4 separate regions of the Drosophila melanogaster genome follow, and all the other regions are linked to region 1. Evidence: chromatin contacts called from public Hi-C and targeted proximity ligation data. All regions are on one chromosome and are shown on one strand. The core of a region is the stretch at or near the end of the contact, and the rest is flanking DNA. Distances in the headings are between cores, read along the strand shown. Region 1 holds the start of lncRNA:CR43475 (long non-coding RNA:CR43475). Region 2 holds the start of glec (gliolectin). Region 3 holds the start of cnc (cap-n-collar). Region 4 holds the start of CG46310.

The links. A called contact is a pair of places that touch in the nucleus more often than the background predicts.
Region 2: a contact with region 1 is called in a Hi-C map of the Kc167 cell line, with 2.5 times the contacts expected there. A contact is called at or near these places in 2 of 107 Hi-C or Micro-C datasets (the Kc167 cell line and the ML-DmBG3-c2 cell line).
Region 3: a contact with region 1 is called in a targeted proximity ligation map of the Kc167 cell line, with 2.6 times the contacts expected there. A contact is called at or near these places in 1 of 107 Hi-C or Micro-C datasets (embryo) and 1 of 7 datasets of targeted methods (the Kc167 cell line).
Region 4: a targeted proximity ligation map of the Kc167 cell line shows a contact between it and region 1, with 6 times the contacts expected there.

Annotation. Positions count from the first base shown.
Region 1 is chr3R:22,626,790-22,630,807 of dm6, reverse strand. lncRNA:CR43475 (long non-coding RNA:CR43475) reads right to left here and starts at 2,011. Exons shown (of 1, transcript NR_048466.1): 1 at 1,509-2,011. All of the region lies in intron 2 of loco (locomotion defects), which reads left to right. It also overlaps asRNA:CR43474.
Region 2 is chr3R:21,854,528-21,858,545 of dm6, reverse strand. It overlaps glec (gliolectin), which reads left to right and starts at 2,280. Exons shown (of 2, transcript NM_079719.3): 1 at 2,280-3,146. The coding sequence starts at 2,627.
Region 3 is chr3R:23,224,815-23,228,832 of dm6, reverse strand. cnc (cap-n-collar) reads left to right here and starts at 2,122. Exons shown (of 10, transcript NM_001260333.2): 1 at 2,122-2,388. CG4467 reads left to right here. Exons shown (of 13, transcript NM_001043282.2): 13 at 1-1,106.
Region 4 is chr3R:23,171,829-23,175,846 of dm6, reverse strand. It overlaps CG46310, which reads right to left and starts at 1,974. Exons shown (of 4, transcript NM_001347788.1): 1 at 1,029-1,974. The coding sequence starts at 1,699. The coding sequence ends at 1,628. The region is part of intron 2 of Irk1 (Inwardly rectifying potassium channel 1); the gene reads right to left.

The sequences.
Region 1 (4,018 bases), core at 762-3,261:
GTGAAAAGTTTACCTTTGGCGGCTGGCCAGTTGGCCGGGGAAATTCAGTCGTACGCGAACAGTCGAGCAGCGTGAACGTGGCTAAAATCGAAACAATTTGGGAGTACCATCTCCCTTCCCACAAAAAGAAAACTTTGCGTTTTTAATTGCCACAAGCTTTTAAAGTGCAAGTAATAATCAAATTGAATTGAACCCATTTAGGCAAGTGCGCGTCATGAACAATACAAATACCACTCGAGGCACTTGCTCCAGAATACCCATCGCAAGCAAGCAGGAACCAACCATCGCCAGCATGGTGGAACGGTTTGTCCAGTCGCTGAGCCAACTGAATGATTCCGGCACCTTTGACAGCAGCTTCGAGATCAAGCGGATTCATCCTGGATCCTCGGCCGGTTCCACGCCCAAACATGTCAGGCATCGCTGCCTCACGGAGCTGGATCGCGAACAGTTGACCCGGTTTGTGCAGGACTTCGAAGAGCGACAGGCCAGCACACCGAAGGTCAAGTCCAAGATTAGCTCACCATACATATGCCGCAAGGCCAAGGAGTTTTATCAAAGTGCCAGTGGCAGACGCAGTGCCTCACCGCAAATAACAATTGCACCGGAGACCGTGCAGGAGGAGAAAGTGTTGGTGAATCCATTGCCTAGGAAATGCGCAGAGGCAGAGGACCTGATGCCACCACCCATGGCCATGGCACGTGTCCAGGCGGAACGACGCAGTTGCCGCAGTGCCTCCCGCGTGCTGCAGTTCTTCAGTTCGGCCACCAAAAGACGGAGTGGCAACCGAAAACTCAGTGAGCCAGAGATGGAGGATAATCGCGCCGATTCCCCAGTGCTGATCAGAGTGACCAGGGATCGGGTGGAGGAGCAACTGGGCTGTAGTCCACTGGCTGCATCTGGCGGAGAAGTACCCACCAGCTCCGAGGACGAGGAGGAGCACGACGACGGCATCAGCTCGGCCAGCTCCAATCTCACTTCACAGTCGGGCAGCTCCAATAGCCGCAATCTCTCTCCGGACTCTTCCTTCGAGATGCACGCTCCACTCCTGCCCAGCTTCAAGGTCACGCCTCCACGGGCAGTTTGTCGTGTGGGAAAGAATGCCGCCTGCGAATTTGCTCGTTTCCTGCGCGGCTCCTTTCACTCCAAGCGCGCATCGGTGACCACGCTGCGCAGATCCCTCAGCGATCCGGATGCAGTGCAGCAGATGGACTTCAGCAAGCCGCCTCCGCTGCGCGACACCACCAACGTCATGCGAGTGAGTCACTTCTAGATTCCATTCACAACCCAAGTGGGATTAATCGCGCCTGGGAGTACACTCAACAATATTTACGAAATTATTAAAATCTATCATCTAAAGCGTCAATAATAAGACGGCAATGCAAGTAGTAGGTCAAGACTGAATAGATAATTAAAAATTTTAGAATACAAATTTAAAATGAAAATTAAAATACATTTTTATTTCACGAAAAACTAAATATGATTTAAATATTTTCAAACACATGCCCCCTAAAATTTGTTGAGTGTACTTCGCCAGCTGGCGCCAATGTGATTCGCCTCGTTTCGATTCGATTCGATTCCGTTCCGATATGATTTTAGTTCCAAATTTGTTTACGCCAAAAACTCTTCATAATTTTTTCACTGGAAGCTGTTTATTTACGCTCGAGTCGTCGTCAATCAATGGCCATTAATGCGTGTCCGTAAAATCCGTTGATGGTTGTCCGTATGGCGGCACCTGGCTTCCAGCGAATACCCCAGCCCAAGAATGATCCCCGAATGATCTTTGAACTCGTCAGCTTCGTGGTGTTTACCCTGCGTTGCATTCTAGATGTACGCCAAATTGGATTACGCCATTTAGTAATAGTTTATTGGTCCATATAAATTAGCTGTTTGTAATGCCACAAATCGATCAGCATTAAATTCTGCGCAAATTCAGGGTTCGGAATTAGGAAGAGAATTCGAGACGTAGAATCAATAGATGTGTAGATGCGATTTTATATTATAGTTCGTTTGATAATTTTTAATATACAGGTAATAATCTGAATTGTTCGTGTTTCGAAATGATTAGATTCACTTTTACTGCTTAGATTTCCCTTTTAGGAAGTACTTTTTCTATGTGTGTATGCAATGTATCACCTCAAGCGAAGATGTCACCCATTGGTATTAGATGGCCAACGATTGCCAGCCATAATGACTTTCTAATTATCACATTTGCATGGGCGTCGCGTGCCGCATTTCACTTTTCAATGGTGCTCATGGGTCATCACTTGGATCCTCGGTTGCCAAGTGGGAAAGTGGCCCACGCCGATATAAACCATTTCCATTGATCAATAAAGAAATTAAGTAAATATTCCCATCGCATTGCCCACACTTTGGGCCGCACAAAAGTAGTCGTTAATCGCCGTCTGTGGGCATTGTAAAAATTCCATTCACATATCCGTACGATTCCTGTACTTAAATTTTAAATACATATTGTATATGTATCTTCCGCCTGGAGTTTTCTGAACAGAACGCATATGACCCGCATTATCTTCCATAAAATTAACGCAAACAAAAAGAAGCAGGAAAAACAAGCAGCATGCCGGATATTTAATTTAATGTGCACAATTGTTCAAAAAAGCGATGCAGGCAAACCTACCGTAACTGGGAAATTGGAATCAATTGACAATGGAAAAAGACAGCAACTAACTTTCCAGAACTATCCAAAATTAACTTAGTTTCTTTGAAAATTTAAATGAATATCAGTTTCTGTAAAATTGAAAAATGTTCCTATAGAAGCTCCACTGTAATTCACAAATGTAAAACGATGTTTGTTGTTGCAATTGGGGATTTGGGAACGGAACAGATGGGATTGCCTGGAATTGGCTCATTTACGCACAAAAACGCAGATGGAAACCAGTGCGAAGTGCGTAAAATGGGGGAAATTATAGTTCCCTATATTTTTTTGCCCACTGGCCTTTAGCTAAACAAATCATAAATAACTGTGAAATTATAGACAAAAAACGCACACGCGGCGAAAAGGAAAAATAAAATAATTTTCCAGTGCTCACATGATCTGGAAATTGGACGCTGATGGGGGGTCGACTTCCACGCGTTCTTTTCAGAGCCCTCCTCACCTCCTTCGTTGATCTACACTTTTGTATATCTGCAAATTGCTTAATTTATCAACCAAATGCACAACAACAAAGCAGCGGCCGCCCGCATTCCAGTTGCCTTTGCTTGGCATTTTAATTATTCCAAATGTTGTCTGGGACTTTCTTTGTTTACACCACTGGAAGGATGGAATGGTGGAAGGGGGTGGGATCGGATCGCTTAATTTATTTGCCAGCGTGCTTTGACTATTTTTAGAGCAATTTATTTACTCGTCGGCATGTGTTTCGCAAAACTACAAATGTTTTTGCCTCATTAAGCCCCTTGCATTGCATACTTAAATGGGCATTACATATACGCCGTGTAAAATGCGACGAAAATGCGCTAAGCAACTTAATTAATTGGCCAAAAGGCTGAAAAAGCCACATTTAATTAAGAAAAATCAACAAAAATGTGCGTCACTTGGGGCGTGCGAGAGGAACAGACAGAGAGCGAGCACACCCACAACAAGCTGTGCAAACTTGTATTTGTATGTGCGTGTGCGATTCATTCATAAGCAGCAAAGCAAACAACAAAAGCAATTTCCAGCAGCCGGTGTCAGGCAAATAGGCAAAAGCAATAACAATACTAACAACAAAGAGCAACGTACGAAACAGGCACCAAAAAAACTAAAAGAAACAACAAAAGGCATTCTCATTCCCATTGAAAATGAGTAAGCAGCGCACATGCACACATACTCACACTCGCTCAGTCGAATTCGAATTTCGAAATCCAGTTTTTGTTGCCTCCCCTAAACTGTTAAAGCAGCTGTTCAAAAGATCACTCTCTTTGGCGCTCTCTCTCTCTCTCTCTCTCGCTGAAAAGATATTTAAAATATACGATTTGCAATTTTATCTTAGCACTTTACTTTACAATTATTTAAAATTATAGA
Region 2 (4,018 bases), core at 1,031-3,530, 770 kb after region 1:
TCTCAAACTCCCTGCGTTACGTTCCGACACTAAAACAGCAGTTAACCTTATGCGCAGCGCGTGCGACAGTTCCATTGATCGGTTGCGTTGGCTCCTGGGTTCATTCATTTCATTATCATTCAATGGTTTCTGACCTTTTGAGCCGGGGTTACATGGTACGTGGCCCATAAACTAATTTCTGCCAGCCAGTCGGCGGAAAACAGCTTGAGTTTTTCGCAGACAAGATGCGTGCGGCGGAAGTGACGACGGAAAAGTAGCCCATCAGTAGACCCAGACACGTACCCAGAAAACATCTGAAAGATACAAATATACGCGACGACATGCATTCGACAGTGAAAAATCAGCGCAGCTACGAGATATTAAAAAAAAAACAAAGCTGAATCGCAGTTGTTGAAATGGTAGAATGGAAATCTCTTTTGAAACTTTCACACATTTCCAACTGCATTGTTACCCTCTCGAGTGCCACGTCATTATGTGGATTTTTTGGCGCGAGGGTTGGTTTTTGCACAGACCTACTCTGACACGACCTGTGCCACCGATCCACCCGATCCGATCCGATCCTATCCCATCCCATCCCATCCGATCCTCAACCCCTCATTCACCTCGCGAGCAGGTAGTTGCCAATCCGAATTGGACATCGCGCCAAAAAATATATGAGGAAGGGATATCAATCTTCTATACAGTAATCTCCGGAAACGCGAAACTTTTACTAAGAGTTGCTGAGATTTATTTAGTTCGATACATGAAAGTAATAAGTGAATAATCTGCAGTAATATATCTAGGAATATATTCAATTGGTATCCCTTCTAGAAACAATACATTTGTTTGTAAAGCAGATACTACATATGAAGATGATAAGAAAGAAAAACATTTATTCATTCTGGCGAAAATTCTTATAAAAGCTTATAAAGCCAATACAGACACCATCTGTATCCCTTTGCGAGGGCCCACTGTACGCCTGAAAACAATAATAAATCGCAATCCTTTGGGCGCGTCCTTTGTCCGGGGCACTCTTTAAAATGACTAATCGGTCAAAGAGCCAGACGAAATGGGCCTGAAGACTCCTCCGATTCGAGGTAACACCAGCTGCGCCTCCTAACCAACCACCAGTGGAGTGGGGGCCAGTTTATCGGTTCGGCTGACTCAGCATTATTGAAATTGAAATGACTTGTGGTCCACATTATTTACTACTACCAATACCACTACTACAACCTACTACCTCTATTTCTATGCGGTTTTCACTTTCGTTTGTTCGAGATACGCTTGAATTGCCGCCGCAGGCGCGAAAGTTGTTTATGATTTTTTGTTGACTATTTTGAATTTTTCGTATTCCTGTCGCTGGCAATTTGTTCTAGCCACGTCTGGCCGCCAATTAGGCCGTTTAATGCCGCATGAAGCCCGACTCGACCTTGAGTTAGGGCCCAAAACGCGCTAACATATCAGTTAGTTAGCGTTTAGCTCAGTATTTGTGCGAGGTAAATAGCAACGAGCCAGCAGTCCCTAGCATAACTAATTGTATTTACACGGCCTATAATTGGCACACAAAAAACGGATTCACTTTCCGTAATTGTTACATGTAAATATCGTAAGTATAAGATGAGCAACTGCATTATTCTGAGCTAGGAATCTCTATTTGCATGGGATACATTTAATAGTGAGGTGTGGCATTGTGTTTGAGGTACTGCATGTTGGCATCTCAAATTGGGTGTTATGATGTCATCGATTTAATTTATAAACTACTTGGAATTCATCATATGTTTGCTTGCAATGCAATTCAGTTTGATGGCCAACCTTGAGTAAAAAAAAAAATACGAACTTGGAGATATGATATTTTTCTTAATTTTAAATTTCTAAAATTTCACTTCAATTCATTTGAACATCAAGGAAGTAAATGTAATTTATGACGTCATCTCAGTAGCCAGAGATGTTCCCTACTCGCGCCACCTCTCAAAACTGCTGCAGTTAAAAGTGCAATAGCGGTGCTAGGAAACAATTTTTATGGAAATAAACATATATTATAAGCATATTGAATATTATAGCTTCGATGTATAATTTTTGAAATATTTTCTAGATCACTTTCAAGTATGTTTTTCTGTGCATTTCACCCTAATGTTAATGATACCCAAATGTAAGAGAGCGTAAAAATGCTGAAGAGAGTCACGAAAGAGCGCAGAGTGACCGTTTCGGCGGGCCAAAAGCGAAAGTAAAGCGTTATCGATGCGGGAGCAACTGGTCACACTGCGCCATATAAGCTATATAACTTGCTGAATCCCTGGTCTCTGCGCGATTCAGTCTTTGACTCTCCACCAATTCGGTCGCTTGCGTTTGCTCCAGCTGCGTTCTTTTCGCTCTCTTTGGCTCGCGTGAAAGTCGTAAAGTTCAGCTAGCTCTCTACGATACAGAAAAAGAAACGCATACAACAAATTCGCCAGCGATAGAAAACCGATTTAAACTGCAATTGCAATGCCTAAAATGCGTACGTGAGTTTCGCGCAGTGATCGCTGTGAAAGTTCAAGTGAAAGCGGAAAGAAGAAACAAAGCGAGAATACTTCAAAAGCAATAAACCAAAAAGTGCAAAAATACCTAAAGTTTAAACAAAGAAAACAAGTTATACAAAACCATAGCCATGTTGTGTCCGCCAATGGCCCTGGGCCCATTTCTCGCCGCCCCCGTGCCACGCCCACCGCCCAGCGCATCGGAGAAGAAGAGAATCTGTCGGAACCTATTCAATAACGCTCCCGGGGACTCGAATATCGATCAGCTGTTGGCCCAGGAGCAGCACACGCAGAGATTATACGTTAAGGAACGCTACGGATATGACATCCAGCTGGAATCTAATCGGGATGCGGATGCGAATACGGATGCGGATGCTGATACGGATGCCCATTGTCAGGTCCTGCGCGGAATGCGGTATCCGACCTCAAGGACGATATCCAGCACCGATGCCGATGAGTGCAATCCAAAGGCAGTCAGCCAAGCGCCGAGGGGCATGGCCCTGACTCCCGCCCAGATCTCCGCCAGCGCAAAGCTGATCCTTCAGAAATGCCCGGAAAGCGATCGCAAAAAAAGCAACGGCAGTGCGGATTTGGCCAACTGCACGCGACATGGCCAAAAGCCATATGCGAGGCAGCCACAAGGCCTCAAAGGTAGGTTTTTTTTTTCCATGATTTGCATGTTTTTGTTTCACCTGAAACGCTGGGTGCTTGCTCAAAATATACGAATAATGATTACTCTTTGGTTCCAAGTTATTAAGTTTAATATACTTTCAAGTTATTGTTAAATTTTCCCAAAGAATCAGAGCAGAATCAGAATATAGTGAAATCTCTAAAATTAAAAAAGTCTCCTTCGAATTATCTCATACATTTCCTCGGTTTTTGTACGTATGTTCTATTTACTAAGATCCCATGTACTTCTTATATAGATGATCCAATAAGCAGACACCTGATTTTAGTTGCATTTTCCGTTGTTCCTTCCTCTTGCAGTCTCTGCTTTGTGCTCGTCCTTTGCCACAGTCGTCACCCTTATAAAATTCCTCCCCTTAGTTGAAAAAAAAAACCACCCTTATTTTCTGATTTTCCTAATTTCGTTTTTCCCCTTCTGCGTCGATTCTTATTGTCACTTCTTTCCTACCAGTTTTTATTCTCTTTATTTTGGCTAGTTTTTCCGATTCTTTGTTCGTTCATTCACGTGCGTAGGGATTTATCTCTTTGGTTACTCGAAAGTGAATTGGGATACATTTACATATCTGATGAATAACAGAAAACTCAAAAAAGTATTATTGTTTGGCCCCATTGCTTAATCGAATTCGAATAAATTTCTCTAATTTCAAATAATTTGAAATAATAAATGTATTCAAAATCATTGTATTATGAAATTTTAAAGATTCAGTACAAGTTTCTACGACTATTGCCTTAAGTTTTAGCAACAAGACAAGGGACTATTAATGCAGTCCATTGTTATCTAATAATAGATTTAAGATGAACGCTATTAAAAAAAACTTACCAGTTTGTTTATATTA
Region 3 (4,018 bases), core at 873-3,372, 600 kb before region 1:
TCCATAAATGCTAACACAATCCCAATTGAGCCACGCCTAAAAAATCAACCGATAGAAATGGTTAAGCAGATTCAGACCGCATTCGACTATGCTAATGCGTAAAGGTGTATTTGCATTGAGCCATTTGAGATCTTTTTGATTTCGTTTTGGGAGGAATAGGTTGATTTGCTTGGCTAAGACACACTAAGACTTAACTTAATGATACTCGAAGTCAATCGCTCAGATACCCCGATTTAAAATTAAAACTGTCGAAACGCAGTCAAAGAGATAAGAAAGAGAAAGAGAGAGAGAGAGAGAGAGAGAGAGAGAGAGGGAGGGAGAAAGAGAAACACAAAATAAAACCAAAAATAACTTTATTAGCTACAAAGTTAGATCACAGAGAAAACACAAAAACAAGTTTTGGAGCGATTTTACGGATTTTTGAAAAATGTATAAGCCAAACAAGCAACTAAAAATGACAACCGAAAACAAGCCGAAATATAAATAATACAAAAAGAACACATTATAACAGAGAAACTCAAAGCCCAGAAGAGAAAAAAACCTTAAATTCGGAAAGATTAAGAAAGTTATTCAGATTAACGGAATCAAAAGTTTATGGTTTTTGTTTAAAACATGTCCTTATTTAATTCTTAGCCCATTCATCGTCTAAGTGCATTGTACAATGCATATCCGTCCACAGCTTTGATTGACTTATCTTATTTGGGTTCCATTAAGTTTTCTAAAAAACAAACACACAATCTATCCTCAACCCGTTCCGAACTCCTACTCCCGCTTTGTCCTGGAGTTGAAGAATGGCCTTTTCGAAATTCAAGGATCAAATATCAATTCTAGTTAATTTTATTAGAAGAAATTTTTTGGCAATCGGCATCAGTTTAAAGAAAAAATTAGTAATTATGCATTGTCTATTAGGTTTTATATTAAATTTCGCGTATGGAAAATACCAAGTGTATCTAGAATGCAATGAAAAGCAGGCAGAGCAACTCTAAAGACGTAAACCTAATTGTACGCTAATGATATATACACATCTATATATAAATATATATATATATTTACATAATGTAGTTTAAGTCAAATGGGAATATTAATAAAAACGATAACTAATCTGTAAATATTATGGTAATATAATTTAAGTTGTTCGTGGTTCTATGTGTGTGGTCCGGCGATCAATAAAGGTTGTAACGTGTGCTCGGTGTGGGGTACAGAAATCACCTAGATAGAACAACCATCAGACCCAGACCTCCTAACAATTACCCCCAGACCAATTAATCTCCTGAAAATTACCTCAGATAACATAACCTCCGCCCCATGCAAAGCATACTGCCGGGTAAAAGTTGACCCCCCCCCCCCCCCACCATATGAGTGTTCGCACTGACAAACTAATGCCCATTTAAAATATATCCGGCAGGCAAATTACACCCAGGTAAATTAACTTCCAGATAATTTAACCGGCGGTCAAATTAATCTCCAGATAAACTAAGCTCCAGATAAATGAAACTCCGGATAAACTAACTAACCGCCGGAGAAATGAACCCCCAGCTAAATTAACCGGCAGGAATTTTACCCTTGGGTAAAAAATAACCTCCAGAAAAAAATCCGACCAATCGAACTTTACCTGGCACTTTAACTTTACCCCCTGGCAGATTAGTCCCAACATAAACTGGCCACCAGATTTGGTTACACCAATCATAGTGATAAGCGCTGATCAAAAGACGCAATTTACAGTGCCAACAACCGCGTAAATACTGTGATTCTCCTCGCTCTCAACGAATTGGCGCCGTCAAGCGGAAGAAGTCGTTTGAATACCACCACAGCTGTGCACAGGTGTGTGTTAGCGGATCAATTAAGAAGCTGGCGCTCAAATTAATAACAACACAGCAGGTTAACAGAGGCGCCGACTGCGACAGCGCACTTGCCCTGCGCTATCTGCTCGCTATTATTTTATCAGCCAGTTGGGGCCTCTAGAGCGTCCCATCCCATGCCGTTTGCCTGTCCCCTCTCTCTCTCTCTTCTCTCCCTCTCTATCTCTGCTTGGTTTTGTCGCTTCCTCGTCTCTCTCTCTGTTTTATTGCCGACGCAAACAGCTGAATCGGCGAGCGGCGACCATTGGCTTTTCAGAGTTTTGTCAGTGTTTTTTGAACAGCCGTTCAGTGAATTACAATCGACCAGCCATTCGCTCGCTTGCTCACTTATCGTACCCCCCCCCCCCTGGCCACCGCTCTGTTTGCCACCCAACCAGCTGATATTGTGGATACTCTTAAGTGTACTACATGTCGTATACGTAATATTCGACAAAGCTCTCTTTTTATCGAGCAAGTGTTTTGAGCGTGGCGCGCTTTTCCATATAAAATCAAAACAAAAAACGTAGTTCTAAAGTTGCAGGTACCAAGCGTAGGTAAAGAAATACAACAATAGTTAAATAAATTATAATTACGGGTGCGAAATAATAACATTTAATACCGGGCAGTTGAAGGGCCACAACAATTGCGTCGTTAAGCCCGTCAAGTTAATTTAACCGCCACCATACCCCCCGTGGAAATGAGTTGTTAGTGCCGCAGTGTGAGTGCCCGTGTTTGTCTAAGTCTGCGTGTGTGTGTGTGTGTGTGTATCTGTGTTTTGGCATTCTAGGCATTCATTCGACCCAATCAACAAGTTCAATTTAATACAAAACTTTTGGCTTTCCCTCTCATTCGCCCACATTTGCAAAATAATAGTTTACATATATAGAATAATTCTGTGGAAATTTTGCGCACAAAATGTTTCGCATAAATTTACCGGCATGTGGTCATCGGTGCTCGTTCTCTTAAGCTCTCTTCACGAAAAACTCTTGAACAACTAAAACCTATGGACTCAGTGACATATACGTGAATATTTACATTATTTGCCTGGATGTGTGTGTTTTTGCTAATGATAATGATAACGCAAGTTCCACTTGTTCCCCCAAACAATTAAATAATATTGAAAACAATCAAATGAACGCGCTACGCTTCAAAGATTTCAAGCTATATACAAGTGTGTACGGAAAATATATACCTATCTGGATAACAAACCCACAATTGAGACGCCCCATCGACTATTATGTTCGGCAGCTTCTAAAGACTTTGTCACGACATTTTCGTTTTAGTTTATTATTAAAAATATATATCCCCCCACGCGAATTAAAAAGTCAAACTGCATGACGATCCCTAGACACGGACTGGCTGTCTCTCTCTCTACCGCCCCTAGCCCACCCCCTCTCTCTTTCTCTCACTCACCTATTGAGGCGAGATTGTCAGGTAATTGCTAAAATCAATATGTACCGTGTGTTCGGGGCAAAGAATACTTGAGATCAGCCGCGCAAGGCTTGTTTTGAACTTTGCCTGCTTGGTGTTAGCTTGTTTCTCACATTTTTTCTCGCATTTTTCTACGAGTTTTAATTAAGCCCAGAGTTGATTCGAATTATAAACTACGTCAAGGCATCAAGCGACTGCCTCAGACAACTGCGAAAACAACAAACAGAGGGTATTTATTAAAATCAACACGGGCAAATCAACTTACACACGTGAAATCGGCAATACTCTTGCTTTGTGTGACAAAAGTACTCGAAGACAAAGAAAACTTTTCTCTTCAGAGATTGTAAAATCTTACTAGAAAAAATCATAATAAGCGTAACTTATTCTCTATTATATCTATTTTAAACTTGCTTAAACATATGCCACAAATGAAATTTTGGTGAAATTTTAATTACAATAAACAATACTGCCTTGATAGAACAAATCGATTAGAATTTCTTGATTAATTTTCATGTTTTCTATTCCAAAATAAAGTAGCTTTTCTTCTTTTGACAAAATGTTTCGAAAAGCGCTTCTTTTCCATTCCAAGAGTATAGCCACAGATAAAAAAACCTAAAGAAACTGGTTTTGTTTTTATTTATCTCGACTCGAACAGATTTGCAATGTTGACTTGGATTCGGGGAAAAAACCGTTCGATATTAACTAAGTTTGTATTGTGATTTCACTGTTTATAAATATGAATACCTGGA
Region 4 (4,018 bases), core at 725-3,224, 550 kb before region 1:
TTTTTTTTTTTTTGGGTCTGTGTCTGTGGCATATCGCCAAATTGGTAAGTAAATGCACGTTAAGCATTTCTCACCCGGCCTCCATTTTATTCATAAAGGTAAATGCCGGCATTTAAATTCAACTGGCAGCACTTACACAGGAAGAAAATTGGAGATGAATTGATGACCTAATTAATGCTAAACCAACCTATGTAGTACATATAGAAACAGAGAGTTTAAATAATTTTTTTAGGATATGAAAGACTATTAGTAAAATACTGACACCATATTTTGAATTTGTATCTTTTTCTCTCTGTGTAGATTGATATGAGGCAGACAGGGTCATGTCACCCGGTTTCCTGTGTGAGAGAGATAGATAGAGGGATGCGGAGAGAGAGAGAGAGTTGCCTTGGGGTTGGGGGGTTGGTGGATCTCAAAAACATGTGCCACTCTTATACGCCGACAGCAGCAGCTGATGCAGCATTTAATTATAAGAGTTCGGTTGCCATGCCATCCTCATTATATACGCCTTGTTTTGTTTTGGTTTTTTTTTTTTTTTGGGCCGTACTGTACCCTATATGCCACACACACTGCTATATCTCATACCCATGTGCACGATGCGTCGCCTTGCTCTCTGTCACAAGTTCACTTTGCTCGCGAGTTCAATGCAAACAAACTAGTTTTGCTGCCATTTGTTATGTTTTTCTCTTGTGGCGGCTAGCACGTGCTGCTTCTTCTCGCTTTCAAACAATGCATTTGGAAACCCGTCCATAAACTTAAAAGCCGCATGTGATAAATGAAATCGTTTAGCTGGGGGCATTTAAGCCAGGCTTTTACACGGAGTAAAAACAGAGTGGTTTTTACATCAAACTGATACATACATACATATGTGGCAATATTGCAGTGACTAACGTTTAGTCATCTTAAACTATTCATAGTAATTGGTCACCATTTAAAGTATACTACAATTAATTATTCCCTTTGCACAAAGTATTCTTATATTAAGATGTATATTTTTGGTGAGTGTAGTTGTGGCACTACCAACTTACTCGTACATGGCATCCACCAGATCGCGCTCCCAGGTCATCAGACGCTTCATTTTGGCCAAAAGGAATTTCGTGGTGTTTTGTATGGACTCGAGGATTTCGATTTGGCTTAGGTGTTTTTGGGATTTTGCACTGGCACGCGCTGCTGCGTTGTGTAACGTGTATAATGCTATGTAAATTTGCTGTTTCTGTCGCGGTTTGGGGATCTCTGTTTGGTTTTTATGCGATGGCAGCAACTGAAATGTAACGGCAACAGCGACGTCGGCAGAGATGTTGAATTGACAGCTCCTCCTTCACCGGGCAAAACAACAACGAAACGAAACTGTTCGCGGCAACCTTGGCTACAATTGTTGTTGGTATTATTATTTATAATTTGATTTTGTAGTTGTTGCTATTACAATTATGACGATTGAAAACAAAAGATTCGAGCACTTTTCAGATTAACTTTAATACTGTTGGCAAAGCGGATGACGTTATCGTTGGATAAACTCGTGTGTGAGGCAGGTTTCGGTTGCGGGTTTTTATTTTTGCGAACTTTTTTTTATGTATTTTCGATATTTATGATGTGCTTCTCTCCCTTTTTATTTAGTGGGTGCTCTTTATCACAAATGCGTTCTTTTTGTGGTGGGAAAGGCAAATATGGTTTTTATTTTGAAGTAAACAAAGGCGAGCATAATTTGTTTTCCGAACGAATCGCTACAGAGAGCGGTTGCACAGTTAGTTTTGAGTTAAAAGTGACACTTTGTGGCTAACGGTGAACTGTTAGCGATGACAGAACTGTTTCTAACGGTGTCTTTGCTACCACTGGGCCAATTGTGGCACGAAATGCGTTTTAAGTAGCTCCGTGCTGCCTCTCTTTTGGGGATCTTGCAACGAGAGAGAGAGAGGAGAGCGAGCGAGAGCGCGGCGCAGGTGTATAACTTTCTGCGAAGACGGCTGAACTCAAACTGAAACGTTCGGTTGACAGCTTTGTTGCTTTTTATTATTTTGAGTTTAAAGTGGAAGACGCGATAGCAGCAATGCGGCAGCACAGCCACAGCGCAGAGCAAAAGCAGCGGCAAAAGCAAAGGCAGAGCAAACACACAGAGTGACAACAGCGCGTTGCTAAAATCACACATACGCCCGGTTGGCAAACACTCTCAAGCATGAAATACAACAGCTGATAAATTCAGCTCATTTCTTTTGTTGTGAGAGATTAGGGGAAGGAGTGCGCAAGAGAGGAAGAGCAGAGCGAAACAGAAAGAACTCTCATTATGCACGGAGAAAAACAAGAACTTAGAATCTAATTACAACATTCGCATAACCTAATTTTCTTGGATTGGATACTTTATAATATAAATTAATATAAATAATTTTCGAGTTTTTAAAATTCAGATAAGCTATTATTAGACTTTTCTCTCACTGTACCACTTTAATTCGCCCTTAAATCAGGCAATTAATGTCCCGAATTCGCCGCGTGTCCATAAACAGTTACATTGCCTGACAGCCGATCGTTTTAATAAATCGCCAGAGACAAAAGACACTTAAACAATATTCATAAGTCGGAAACTGGCGGGCAGGGTAAGCCGCGTACGGAGTGACAATCAAGTTTAAAGATTTTCGCCAATTAGCGCGCATAAAACTCAATTTATAACTGCAGTTTCATTAGTGTCATCAATGTGGACATGTGTGTACATATTTATGCATACCATCAGACAGTGAAATACTAATATCTGCACGTCTCTATAAAAATATTTGTATATTAGCCACGATATGCGATAATCAAATCGAGCACGCCTGCTTATTCAATCAAAATTCGTTAGATGATTAGCGGCTTATGGAAATGACTCCGTATCTCCGTATCACCCAAAATAGATTCCGTGGTGCATGTGACTCCTGACAAACATCCCGTTAAAAAAGTTACGTTTGCATTGCGACTAATTTATTGTCGGCTCTCGATTGCCCTGATATTTGATATCAGCGGTTCGGGTTTGCACACGACCAACTTGTAGGCTTCATAATCACCTGATGGACTCATGGACAAGTTAACAGATGGATCAAGCCATCAAGCACACTCTTGCTCACTTCAGATAAGCTCGAGGATCAAGTAGTGCTGATTGTGAATGGTAATCCTTTGAGCAGTTATCATTTCCTCGTATTCCCTTTCAGACAGCAGTTACGTCTTGAGGCTTAGTAAATGTTTCAGAATATGTAACTATACTTTCCATCACATGATGATGTCAAATATGGATCAATTCATCAGCCAACCCATTATTTCACTTCTTACACTTTTTAAATTATCTTCTGTAAAGTATTAAAAACGACATGACATGGTTCTTAAGTTTTTAGACTCAAAAGCACCAACTGTTCATCAAAATGTATTGAATTAAATTAAAGATAATAGTAATTTAAGATAGTACATTAGCACGTGATAAATTGCAGTTTGCCATTTTCATGAAAAAATTGATCAGGCAAAACCTTAATAGGTTAGCAATATTGTCAAAGTACAGTCTGTGTGTTAGGTAAAATAATGATTGTTACCCCTCATTTTGTTAATTGTAGTGGGTTCCCAACACCTAAATGTTAAATGTATGCACTTAGTACCGCTTGTAAAACGATTAAATAATTCCAGTTCTTTCCGCAGATCAATTTACAACGTACGTATGGCCGATAATTGACCGTTCGAATCTTGCCCAACCCACTGCCAAGTGGTCACAATCATCGAATCGTTGAGCGGTGATTCCACGGCGACTTATCGCATGGATCTATCATCATAAAAATAATTAATTTCCCTGAATCGTGAGCAATCGGCTATATTCGCTCGGACAGGCTCGAGTGGCGCACGATCGGCGACTATTGCCAAATATTGGCCAAATCAATTGTTAACGGAAATGAGGCAAAAATCAATCATACGCACCGTGCGCCGCTGACAAAGATTGCGCTCCTCAAAAGAAAGTGTGTCGAATTGTGCCGCAGAGCACAATATATCAGCATCGAAAGCACTCAATATCTAT